3 separate regions of the Sus scrofa genome follow, and all the other regions are linked to region 2. A link is a contact called in public HiChIP or PLAC-seq and promoter capture Hi-C data. All regions are on one chromosome and are shown on one strand. Each heading gives the region's core, a stretch centred on a gene start, on an enhancer-like site or on the middle of the called end of the contact. The rest is flanking DNA. Distances are from core to core; before and after follow the strand shown. Region 1 holds the start of TMOD3 (tropomodulin 3). Region 2 holds the start of ARPP19 (cAMP regulated phosphoprotein 19). Region 3 holds the start of LEO1 (RNA polymerase-associated protein LEO1).

Region 1 (4,551 bases), core at 1,480-3,979, 810 kb after region 2:
ATTGCTCAGATCGAACTGATTTTCATATACCCAACACAACCCCAGGTTTCAAATAAATAAATTTATGAAGCTGTGTTGTATTCTGTGCAGCTATGTCATATACAGACTCAAATAGTATAGAAAGTATAGCCTGGGGAGAAAGAGAGTATAGCGGGAAAAAGACTTCATTTGTTTCCTACCCCCACAGCTGTAGATCTCTCAAAACTCCTACCACATGTTTTTATTCCCTACAGACAACTCCTACTGTGCTCTGGACTAAAACAAATACACATGCTTAATCTCGATAGAGTAAGCTCCCAGACAAAAACAAACAAACAAACCAAAAAACACACATCTTCTATGTCTGATTTACCATGAGCCTAAGACAGTGCCTTGTATAGGATAGGACAAAACACACAATGAATTAGCCAATTACTGAATTAAAGTGAATGAAAACAGTTGAGGGTAGAAGAGGGGAAAGAGAAAAAAAAAAAGCTGCTAAGAGGATACAGCAAAGAGAAAGGAGAAGGGAGGGAGCAAAAGAGGAGGATAAAAGAAGAGAAAAAGTTTTTTCACAAAAAAACTTGTGAAAGCAATTATTTTTGTTAGAGTAAGATTACTTTTTTACATTGAGAGTTGGAAAAAGCCATAGCTATGCATCGAATATCACAGCTATCAGCACTGGTCTTTAATTGTTTATTTATTGGCCATGCCCACAGCATGTGGAAATTCCTGGGCCAGGGACTGAACCTACACCACAGCTGTGACTATAGCAGTGACAATGCTGGATCCTTAACCTGATGAGCCACGAGGAAACTCCTTCAGCACTGGCCTTTAAATTGTCATCATAAACACCTTAAGACATCTACCAACCCTTAACATTCAAAGTGTGCTCTCCCACTGCAACTGCAGTATTCCCTATTATATCTGCAGATTCCAAGGCCTCATTTCAGAACTACAGACTCCTGGGTGATTTATGCCCATTAAAGTTTGAGAAGCACCACGCTAAACCATACAAGTCCTTTCTGTTGGACTAAAATAGGCCAGTAGCTTAAAAAATCTCTGATTAGAGGAAATTGATCCCTGTTACACTCAGTAATACTATGGGCATTTGACCTGTACATATTTAACTTTAGATGAAATTATTAATTATGGAGTAATTTGACCTGGAAGGTATACCAGAAATTAGTCATAAAAACATGATTAAAGGAAACTGAACAGTAATAATTGGTCAGTAACATCATTTTTGTTCCTTCATGCCTAGCACAGGGCTTGGAATGACAGATGTGGTCAATGTTTCCTGAATGAATCAAATAAATGAATTTTAAAAATTGGATATTTAGGGCTGACAATCTTGGAGTCATCTCATTTTAAAGATGATAAAGTAGAAATCCCAAGAGGTTCAAAAACAAGCAACCTAAAAGAGTTAAAATATATCGGGTATCACATTTTAATTCCTTTTTTGTTCCTTTCCTAGGAATGTGTTAGAAAGGTGATTCTAAGTATTATAAAATGACTGTGAGCTCTTAAGTAATAGGGTAAAAAAAAAAAAAAAAAAAAAAAAAAGGCCTAGGACTAGGAAGAACTTACTAGCAAAGGTAAATGAGGCTGGACAAGACTATTTTTCTAAGCCTGATACATTTTTGTAACAGACCAATTAGCAATTTTATTTACTGAAAAATTAATCTGAAGGATTCTCAGAAAAAGAAACATGAGCCACATTAAAATGTTACAAACCAAGGCAGACCGCACATAACTAACCTAAATCTCCACAGGCTTATTTCCTGTTCAAGTATGACCTCCTGGGCTAAGTTTTACTGCAGTATTCATTACCAGATGACTTTTGGTTTTAAGGGAAGCCAAGGACAAGTTGGAAATGCGATTCTTAACTAAACATTAAAAACCCCCAAAATCCAAAAAACAAAACAAAAAGCCCCCTGCGGCTGTTTCTCATTCGTTTGTAATCAGAATGCAGGCTTGCAGAGGAAACACACCACTTCTGTAAGCAAAAATAACGACCCAGTCACGTCCTCAAAACAAACCAACATACAAACTTCACAGCCGGGTCCAGCTGTGCTGCACAGGAGCCAGGAATCTATTCTAAGAGCAGATAGTTCAAAACGGCGAACGCAAGACAAGAAAGATTTCAATTAAATTAAAAAAAAAAGAAAAGGGTGTGCCCTTCTTTTTTTCTTCTTCTTTCCAACTCACTAAGCAGAAGTCTTTGAAGGAGACTCGGTGAAAAAAACCTTCAGACGCTAGTCGCCGGCTAGTAAGCCTGGGTGGGATGGATGGGGCGGATAAGCACTTCGAGTTCTCACAGCCACGGCCGGCGCGGGCTCCAGCCGGGAGGGGAAGGGGCCAGTCCCGAACCCGGCGAGGCCGGGCCGGGGAGTGATTCATCGCAAATCTGTCTTCGCGCGCCTCCACCACGGGCGACGCCCAGCGCGTCCTGCGGATCCTGCCCTGGCCCTTTTGCCCCGAAGCAGCCCCAGCGTCCTCTCGCTACCGGACAGGGATTGGGAGCGAACGAGATTCGAGCCGCGCTGCTGGAAGACAGCAACCTCTCCCTCCTCAGCCACCATGGCTGGTACGACACACTGCCGGCGCCCGCAGACGGACTTCCTGGAAAGCATCGGTCTTGGCTTACCTGCCTAGCGCCCGCTGAAGCCACCGACCTCCTTCACAGACCCGCGGGGACTGCTTGCCGCTCAGCTCCCAGTACCCGCCGGTCCGCCTGCGTCCGCCTCCCGGGGAGTTGTCGGATCCACCCGCCAGAAGCTCCCCCAACTCGACGGCGCTGGTTCCCACTCCACCGCCGACGCGCGCGCGCACTCCCAAATCGCGGAGCATCCTGGGAGCTGTAGTTCAAGCCAGGAGGGCGAGGCTCAGCGCAGATCTTGGGCTTTACTGTGTGTGGAACTTTGAAGCAGCTGCAGATGTCAAGCCTTACACTAGTCTGATAAAACTCTCTCTACTCGTAGAATTATCTACCTTCGACCCTTTGGGAGCTTTATACGTCAACTAGGGGTTCCTTAGTACAGATTTCCTCTTCACTTTGATTTTTAGTCAAAAGGCACACACCGCAGGACTTAAACCCTAGGTTGCTAATGGGAGGACAAGACATGGAGCCCTTTAAACTTATTATGAAAAACTGATAGAAAAGGAAACAAATAAAGGCTAAGGCACGAGAGTGACATAAATCAGGCGGATGTCACCTTAAGAGTATAGTGACCCTTGTGATTTCCTTAGGTTTGCAGCCAGGATGATGTCGCAGTGATCAGTTTCCATCCCATCCCATTCTTGCATTCTCAGGTGTAATGTTCAACTTTGATACACCTCAAAAATGCAGCCAATTAGAGAACTCAAGTGCCTGCTTAAGATACGTTCCAGCTACACCCAGTGCGGGAGCAGATTAATGGTTAAGACTCTGCTGCTATTTACTCCTCAGAGCAAGGAGCACCCGAGATAAATACCCTGGAATTTCATGCAATTAGCATCCACTAATTCCAGCAATAAAGATCACCAATGATGTGGGTTTTTTCAGGGGGAAAAAAAAAAAACCTCCTAAATGCAAATACTCTTGGTTGCCATTGCATCTTATTTTTTATAGCATCTTAGTGTGAATCAGTTTCTCAAATATTTTTGGAGATAACACCTGAGAGCAATTTCCTACACAATTCCACATTCAGGTTCAACTAATATTTATTGAATACTTAACCCACACCAAGAATTGTGCCAGCACTCCATTTATAATAGCTAGAATTTTGCCAGCACTCCATTTATAATAGCTCATCCAATCCTATAAACAACCCTACAAAGACTATATTAGTATTCTCCATTTCTACAGATGAGAAAAATTAAGTAAGCTGTAAAAGGTCACACAGCCAGTAACTGGAGATACAGAAATGAAAAACAGATAGCCTGATTCAAATTTTAGCATACTTTCCACTGTTGATCAGACTAATGTATATCCTAAATATTACCACATTAAGTAAGATCATCTGTGACCATGTTTCTCAAACTCAATCCAGGGAGATGGTACTCTGACCGGATGAACTGAATATCTGGATTCATTTGATAGTTCTGTATTTCATTACAAGTTAATATATAGGTATTGTGGCTAACTAAGAAGTCTCTTGTGAGTTCCTGCTACACCTCTGGGGCATTACTCCCAGGGAAACTAACCAAATGGAATTCCTTAAAAAGAAAAGCTGAGAACCTTGGCTATCCAGATATGGTTTACTTTAAGGACTTTCCTTTGCAATAATATGGCTTCTTCTGCTTTGCTCTTTAGGCAGAGAGGGCTGCGAATTCAATTTTTGACTGATTTATACTATGCCACATTCCCTCCCTGATCTTCCAATATGAGGTGTTGGACATACATTAAATATATTTTCTTTTTTTGCTCTTCAATTTAAGATTTTCCTAAGAAATGCCTTCATCTTATTCTAATTCTTTTTTCAAAAATAAAGTGAGTTTGGTGGTGGATTCTTTTTCTTTCTTCAGACAAATGTTATATTGTAATCACAAGGTTTACAAATACAAATGTCCTAAATCCATGTACATTAA
Region 2 (4,159 bases), core at 118-2,617:
TTTCAGTAGGTTACTTTGTATGAAATGAGAACAAATATTTAATTGGTCTTATAAAAATTTCTCTGCTGCCCAGCCTAAGTCACTCTGAAAGGATATCCTGGTCAAAGAGTCTCAGTCTCTTGAACTCTTGTATTTTAAATATTTTGTTGCCTGACAAATGCCTTCTTTTCCTTCTCCAAAAGGAGTGCACTTTTTGTTTTCTAAGTTGCAATTCTTCCTGACTGAGATTCTACCCAGGACACCCTGGTTGAATTTTGATGGTTTCCAAATTTCCCCAGAATTGCATCCACACTATCTGTTGCTTTTTACTAGTTTAACTCTTAGAGGGCAATCCAAGTTTCTCCAAGTTTCTGAGATATACTTAATTGGAACCACCATGTATTGCCAGTAGCTATTCACAGGACAAACAGAATAACGATTAAATGTGAAGCCAACGGATTTGGCAATTGAGAAAGTCATTGGAAGAGTCTGGTGCCAGCCGTTTCAGTAACGTTGTGGGAGTGGACCCCGGAGAGTTGACAAATGAATGGAAGCTGAATTCCTTCATCAGATATTTATTGACTGGTTAGGAATTGCTGGGCTCTTGGAACAAAATATAAGTAAATATGGACGAGGTCCCTGTTCCAAGGTGGCTTATCGGACAGGAAAAGTGACATCAATAAAGTAGTCACAACAAATACTGTCTAATGATAGATAACACTGTGGATTGTTGAGGAACTATACAGAGATGTGAGAACACTTAAAAGATGGGTATTACTTAGAAAAGGGGCTCAGGAACCGCCTGAGACGATGACGTAGGACTGGGGATGTGAAAGATAAAGAAGGTTAAATAAGCGAAGCGGAGTGGGGAGAGACTTGGGGAGCACAAAGCTTTGGGCCGCCCAGAAGAAAGTCTGTGTAGCCGCAACGGGAAAGCGAGGAGGAGAACGGTACTAGACTAGTTCGGGAAAGCTGGAGTCCAAAGACAGAGCTGGCAGGCAAAGGCGGTGAGAAGCGGCTCCACTTAAGAACTACAACTCCCTGGAAGCAGTTGGCGGGCGGAAGTGAGGTGAGGCGCGAGCCGCGACCTTTGAAGGAAAGAAGGAAGTGCTTGGGAGTCGCAGAGCCGGAGAAGCGGGGTAAGGTAGGCACCGGAGCGGTGCGGGAGGGGCGGCGGGGCGGCGGGGTGGCGGGCCGCAGTGGCTGCCCGGCAGGCGCAGCCGGGCTGCGTGTCGTCATAAGGTGGCGGCCATTTTTGCGGGCGGAGGCTGCCCGGGTGGGCGCTTGGGGAACGGGGCCGGCGGGCCTGAGGCGGCGCAGCGGCCGGGCGGCCTCGGCCACCCGGTAATCACTTCTTTTCCCGGTGTCTCGTCCGCAGAGGGAGCAGGATGTCCGCGGAAGTCCCCGAGGCAGCCTCCGCGGAGGAGCAGAAGGTGAGTGTGCGCGGGGAGCGGACCCTGGGGCCCAGAAGGCCCAAGGCGGTCGATGTCCAGGGCGGGTCTGGCGGCGGCCTGCTCCGACCATGAGCGGAGGGGCGCGGCCGGTGTGCCCACCCCCCGTGTCTGGGAAGGTCAGACACGCCCGGCCCCGGCGCCCGCAGGAGCTTTGGTAGTTAGCGCCGACGTGGTGCGAGTTGGAATGTTCTCCTTGTCCTGGCTGAAATGTGCCTTTCTCCTGGGGTGTGTCCCATTTTTCCTTAATCCCTCCACTGAATGTGAGCACCCGGGACTCGGTCCTTAACGCTGCGCCCAGGTTTTTCCGGCCTGCACTTGGGTCAGGAACCTTATTTTTTACTCCAAGAACTAACTCTCCAACTACTTGTATTGTCTTCGTGCTCTTAACTCCTGAGGCGGTACCTCGTGTTTGGGCGCTGAGTTAGACCTGGGTTGGAATTTCATGTCCAGTCTTTCATTGTTGGCGGTGTAGCCCTGGTCAGCTGCTAAGCTCTTCTGGCCTCAGCCCTTTCGTTTGTAAAGTAAGAAAAATAGCCCTTGTTTGATAGGGTCGTTTTGAGGCTTGAATGAGGTGAGGAACTTAGAGCTTTGGAGCAGCGTGTGCTCAGAAATGTGAGCCACAGCTGTTCTCATTATGGTACTTGGAAAAAAAATCGAAAGGTTGAAATTAAAAATTTTTTTTACTAACCGTTCATGTCTTTCGTGGAGACAGCGGAACATACTGTAAACTCACTTATAATAACTTGCTGATGTAAGGAGATAGGCCACGGATCAGCATGAGTCATATTACGAATATAAAGGCTTTATAATTGTCTAGGCTAGTGTTCTCTTCCACCGTAATTATTTCTGCTGCCCTGCCTTCCTGGGTACTTGGGGCTGGTCTCCAAAGGTCCATTGTATCGTCTTTCCTAAATTGTTTATGGTGAACTCACCACCAACACTTTAAAAAAATTTTTTAATGAAATTTTACTGAAATTTAATGAAATTTTAATTTATAGTTGATTTACAATGTTGTGTTTCAGGTGTATAGCAAAGTGAATCGGCTATACATATCTATATGTCCATTATTTTTCAGATTCTTTACCCGTATAGGTTATTATAGAATATTGAGTAGAGTTACCTGTGTTATACAGTAGGTCCTTGTTATTCACTTTATATGTAGTAGTCCACTTTCTTAAAGAATCAGAATTATTATCATAAATAAGATTTGTTCTGATACTTGGATTTTGTAAGGGTTTCTGGTTAAGGTTACACCCATGTTCTTAACTAGGCTGGAAATTTGGTTAGTGGTCTAAATCCACTCCATGTGTTCTTTACCATGTTAACTTTTCCTGAATTGAATGGTTCTATTAGGATATTACTTGTAAAGTTTCTGGAGAAAAAAGCAATAGCATAAATAGTAGGCCAAGTCACTACATTATTTGGAAATATTCCATAGAAGCTATGTTGGATATCTTTTGCACTTTGCTGAAAAGCGAACTTTGGGGGCAGTGTGTGTGTGTGTGTGCGTGTGTGTAATTTAAGGATTACAGGCATAACTAATAAGTATTATGTATTATAAAGTATTTATCATAGGGTTCATTATACCTTAGGATTTAGGAACCCAGGAAAAACAACAAATTCAGGTCTGTGGTGTCTTGTCCTAAACACTAAAATGGATCTCAGTTTTCACTTCTGATGTACAATAATGTGCTATGTAACTTTTCCTTACAAGGTTTGTTAGTATGTTGCCAAAGCATAGAGTCTTGACTTCTGCATTGTAAATGCTTTCACTAGGGACAGCCTAATACTTTATTTCTCAAGATGAAGTCTATCTGGAGTGTTTTCTCTGAGTGTCTACATTAAAAATTTATTTCAAGTACTTTGATTTTAAGGCTGCTGTCATCAATACCACAGTGAGTTAGTAATATTATGTCCCTTCTTGAATTAAGGATTGGCTGTAGGTGTTAAATGCCTGTAGCATAGATACCCATCCCTAAACATGAGGAAAATGTGCACAGTCACTTCTCTGTTCCTGTGGGCCAAATCACCTGTTTTCTTCTGTTTGGAAGAATAGTTAGATGACCTAAAAAAAATTAGATTATTGTCTCTGTACCCAATTGACCTTTCAGTTAAAGCCATAATATTCAGCTAAAATGTTTTTATAGTTTTATGGTGCATTAGCCTATTGCCTCTGAAAAGGTAAGGTTAAGAGATGAGCCCAGAATGGAGTAAGAGCTAAGTCACTGTTTATATTTACCTAGTGTGCACCCTTAAAACTGTATAGGCCCACAATTTTTTATTAGATATTGCCAATGTAAAAATAAGTATGAACTCCTATTTCTTAGACCACTCTAAAATTAAAACAAACTGGAGTTCCCTAGTGGATTAGTAGATTAAGGATCTGGCATTGTCAGTGTCGTGGCACTGGTTTGATCCCTTCTGGGAACTTCCTGCAGGCATGGCCAAACAAAACAAAACAAAACCCTAAACTCATAAAACTAAATCAAACTAAATACAAACAAAAAACAGTCTAAATTTTTTAATTTGGGAGTTCCCATTGTGGTGCAGCAGATCTGACTATTATCCATGAGGGTGTGGGTTTGATCCCTAGCCTTGCTCAGTGGGTTCAGGATCCATGAGCTGCTGTATAGGTCGCAGACACCGCCTGGATCTGGAGTTGTTGTGGCTTGGGCTGTGGCATTGGCCAACAGCTATGGCTCTGACTCGACCCCTATCCTGGGAAC
Region 3 (4,286 bases), core at 1,392-3,891, 670 kb after region 2:
CCCTAAAAAAAAAAAAAAGCAAAAAAAAAATTTGTAATGAAACACTAATTGTGTGGTTTTACATCACGTTGTGTTAGTCAAACTAGATGAATCTTTTTTCTTTGACTAGGAGGTATTGATCACTATTTTGAGGATCTTATGAAGGCAGAACATGGAGAAAAAAAGACAAAGCCTTATGGAGTTCCTGTCGTGGATCAGTGGTAACAAACCCGACCAGTTCCATGAGGATGTGTTCAATCCCTGGCCTTGCTCAGTGGGTTAAGGATCCGGCATTGCCATGAGCTGTGGTGTGTGGTGTAGGCAGCAGGTGCAGCTTGTATGTGGCCTTGCTGTAGTTGTGTAGGCCGGCAACTGGAGCTTGGATTCAACCCCGAGCCTGGGAACTTTCATATGCTGAGGGTTCGGCCCTAAAAAGCAGAAAACAAACAAACAAACAAATAAAAACAACCCCTCAGAACCTGGGGGGAAAAAAAGCGGTGTAGGTTGTAACCGTGGCTTGGATCTGATCCCTGGGGAAAATGATAAAGGTATTCTGGAGATGTTCTATACAGTTACACATTTAACAGATGAAATTCTCCATCCCTGGGAGCAAATCAAGAGATTATCTTGGGAATTTTCCTGTGGTGGCTCAGTGGATTAAGAATCCACTGTTGTCATTTCATGGCTTGGGTCACTGCTGTGGCACAGGTTCAATTCCTAGCCCAGTAACGTCCACATGCTGGGATGCAGCAAAATAAATAAACAAATAACCAAGAAAATAATTCAAGAAGTAGGAGTACACCTGATTATCACGACCTCAATGAAAAATGTCAAAAAAAAAAAGAGAGAGATTATCTTAATCCCCAAAGTTAAAACTGAAACACAAATCTAATAGGATAAACTTCTCCATCTCTGGTAGTAAGTGAAAAGATTATTTTAACACTCTAAACATCCATGATAGTGATCTGGGTATAACCTCAGGCAAGCAGTACTTAAAATAATTGTGACTGGTTTAGCTGAAATCTAATTGAATGTATTATTTCCTGTCTGATAAAAGAAAACTGAAGAGAGGAGCAAAGATCAGCATAAAGCACAACAAAGACAAAAATTAAAGAACCAGAAGTTATTTGCTCTATTCATATGGGATAAACATTAATCCTGCTGGTCAAGAATAAGAGGAGGGTGATTCCGCAGGCCTCACCGTAATTCAGTTTAAGATTTAATCAAAGTACTTTTCAAGGATAGTATTCTAAATGAAAATGAAACTGAATCACAATCAAATAGAATTCTTGTTTTTCCAGTATTCTAGAAAGTTTTAAAGTGATCCCATCTACCTGCTCTTACATCATCCACTTTGTACAGAAGACTAGGATAACATACTCAGTCCCACTTCTTGCCCATTTGAACCTTGTCAGGCACTCCTATTTGCAACAAAAATAATGCCTCAAAATTTCCAAACTAAAAATCCACTGTTGCTGTCCAAGATTAAAATCCTTATATTGATCTAGACAGATAATACTTTAACACAGGATGTACATTCTTGAAAACTAATATTTAAGTTTCCTGAAAATGACGTAGTTGTTTCGTATGTGCAAGTCCCTTCAGTTCTTTGAAATTTTATAAAAGCAAGAGGGTTTATCTAGCACTGACCTTTTAGGAAAATTCTAGTACTGTCTGATTTGATAATGTACAATCATAGCCACATTTCATAGCAAAATCAAACTTTTTTTCAGAAAAAATAAACAAGAAGCCTCTGAATAGGGTTTTTCTAGCTACGGGTTGCAATTAATTAGTAAATCATGAAATCAATTAAGTGATGCACTGCCTGTCATCATTAAAAACAAAAGCTGCAAGAGAATAAAGTAAAAGAGAATAGGAAATCTCAAGACTAAATCTTAGTAGTATGTATTGTTTTGTGAAGTATTTAATTTTATGCACAAAAGTGTGTACTGGGTTAAGATGGGACATTTTTGATGTTTGAGATACACTGTTCTAAGCCTGCATGCAGTCTTCAAAGAGCAGTCCGAGGAAGACCCTTTTAGGGGTAGGAGAGACCGTCCCTTTCCCGATCACACACACACGTGAGAGACCTCATTTTCTTCATAGGCTTCAACCAAGGCCTTTCTCAATAGAATCAGTGCAGAGTAGTTATGAGAACTCAGTTGTTTTAAGACAGATACTGAAGACTTTTCCAAAACTGTAGAACAATTCCACTCATTTTTTTTTTTTGAAAAAAAGTCACTTAAAATTTAAAAACTCTAGTTATGTTAACCTGTTTACTATTTTTAAACGATTTTAAAAATACCTCTGCCTTAATTACTAATACAGTAAATAGCAATAGAATATAACCCACATAACGACCCTTTATAGAGTTTGCAACAATTTGAGAACACTTCGTCAGTATGAAACAAAGGACTCCAGACCTGACTCAGGGCAGGTTTAACACGGCCCCAGGCCTTTCCCGGGAGAACCTAAGCGCTTCCCGCTCCACTGACACGCAGACAGGACGTTCCCCGGGTGAGAATCCTCGGGAATAAGAACAGATCTTGACGAAAATGCGTGGTCTATACGCTTAGGAGATTGGACAAGCACAGGTTCACAGAGCACACGAAAACTAGTTCACCGAAGGAAAGCAGACTTTTAGCGAATCTTTTGCGACACTGTCGCAACTCGTTGTTTCCGTGCCGTAAAGACAGTCGCGAAGCCACCCCCAGTGAAGACAGCAGCGGACGTGCGCGGCAATGGCGGATATGGAGGACCTTTTCGGGAGCGACGTCGACAGTGATGCTGAGCGTAAAGGTGGATTTGGTTGGGCTTTGGTGGAGGCGACCGTGGCGGGCCTTCTGCGACGGGAGCCAGACAGCAGTCCAGTTCCGGTTGTGCGAACGCTCGGGCGCTGAGGGCGAGTGGTAGCACTTCCTCCACTCCTGCCTTAGCGCTCCCTGCACTCCCGGCGGTGCCAGCCTACCCTGGAGGACAGGAGTGAAGGGACAGACGCAGAGCGTGCGCCTCGAGGCTCTTGGTGTCCGTGGAGCAAGCTGGGCATGTGGAGCGAAGGGGGCGCGGGGCAGGGATGGAGGCCCGGTGAGCTAGCACAGCCAGAGAAGGAACCTCGGAGCCCTGCTGTGTCCTGCCTTGCACCGGCCAGCGCAGAGTAAGGGCAGTTGTAAATGAATGGAAATTAGGTCTTCAGGAATATGGGAATAGGCCGGACGAATTTTTAGAGGGGCTCAGATGCTCTCCTGAAACGAAACCAGAGAGTGGCGTGATGGGGAGTTTGAGATGTCTGGATGAGAAGATTGGGAAGGATACCGGGGTAGGGCATTACTTGCAGGAAATAATGTGTTCTCCGAGAATCTGTGCAGAAACTCTAGAATTTGTCTGTGATATTAAACTTGGGGAACATATGAGCTCTGTGTTTGGAGGGAAAGGATGAAGGATTTGTTGATGAAATGAATTAATGAAGGTAGGTTTTATTGTGCAAGGAAGTCTTTCTGGCACAAAGACGAGCTATTTGAGTTTGAGATAGTAATAGGAGGTCTTTGAAGCGAGAAGGGGCCCAGGAACAAGTTCAGCATTCTTAAAACTCGCTAAGCTCAAAGTACTGTATCTACTTTTTTCCTTAGCATAGTGCTTGTTGTGGTTGTTTTTTTTCTTTCTCTGACTCCAATTTATTCATACTTTTTATAATCAGGGGAGCACCAGGTGGAAGTCTAGTGTGAGGGCTCTACCAGAATGGGTATCCTCAAGGTTCTGGTCAGGATAAGTCTGGAAGTATAGAGCTTTGTGTATTTGTTCCATGTGGTTTGCCAATGTTTTTTTGTTTTTTTTTTTTTTCCCCTCATCTGTACTTGTCCATATCCCATTCACCCTTCAAGGCACAGATCTATGTGAACCCTCCCAACTTGCTTCCTTGAAGTTGTTCATTCATTCAGCATTTACAAATCCCCTGTCATGTTCCAGCTACTTTGCTAGGTGTAGGGGATATAATGATGAAAAGATCATCCCCACCCTACCTCCACCTGACATCAGTACTAATGCATACTTGATACTTGATAAATAATTGGATGGGTAGAAGCAATAGTTAGATGTACTTTTCCGTTGCAAACTCAGTGTGTGGGAAAGTGACATAGGGATGTGGTTGCTTCTCTGGGCTTCATGTTTTACCTTCTTGTAAGCCTATTGCTGCTTTCTTCCATTTTAGTTTTAGATAATAGCACTCTCTAGGATTTACTTCCAAGACTGTCCTTGAAGGTTGCCTTTGGTACTGAAGGTAGTATGGATGTGACAGAATAACTCCTGTTAGA

What was found. Promoter capture Hi-C pulls out the DNA fragments that hold promoters and counts their contacts. HiChIP or PLAC-seq counts read pairs in DNA pulled down with a chosen protein or histone mark.
Region 1: a contact with region 2 is called in an H3K27ac HiChIP or PLAC-seq map of alveolar macrophages. The contact joins the promoter of TMOD3 here to the promoter of ARPP19 in region 2. A contact is called at or near these places in 1 of 47 Hi-C or Micro-C datasets (epiblast stem cells) and 1 of 2 datasets of contacts at active chromatin or transcription factors (alveolar macrophages).
Region 3: a promoter capture Hi-C map of fetal skeletal muscle shows a contact between it and region 2, with 6 times the contacts expected there. The contact joins the promoter of LEO1 here to the promoter of ARPP19 in region 2. A contact is called at or near these places in 1 of 5 promoter capture datasets (fetal skeletal muscle), 1 of 47 Hi-C or Micro-C datasets (embryonic fibroblasts) and 1 of 2 datasets of contacts at active chromatin or transcription factors (skeletal muscle).

Annotation. Positions count from the first base shown.
Region 1 is chr1:119,946,066-119,950,616 of Sscrofa11.1, forward strand. It overlaps TMOD3 (tropomodulin 3), which reads right to left and starts at 2,730. Exons shown (of 10, transcript NM_214294.1): 1 at 2,630-2,730.
Region 2 is chr1:119,133,494-119,137,652 of Sscrofa11.1, forward strand. It overlaps ARPP19 (cAMP regulated phosphoprotein 19), which reads left to right and starts at 1,368. Exons shown (of 3, transcript NM_214175.1): 1 at 1,368-1,412. The coding sequence starts at 1,368.
Region 3 is chr1:119,802,351-119,806,636 of Sscrofa11.1, forward strand. It overlaps LEO1 (RNA polymerase-associated protein LEO1), which reads left to right and starts at 2,642. Exons shown (of 12, transcript XM_003121504.4): 1 at 2,642-2,778. The coding sequence starts at 2,721.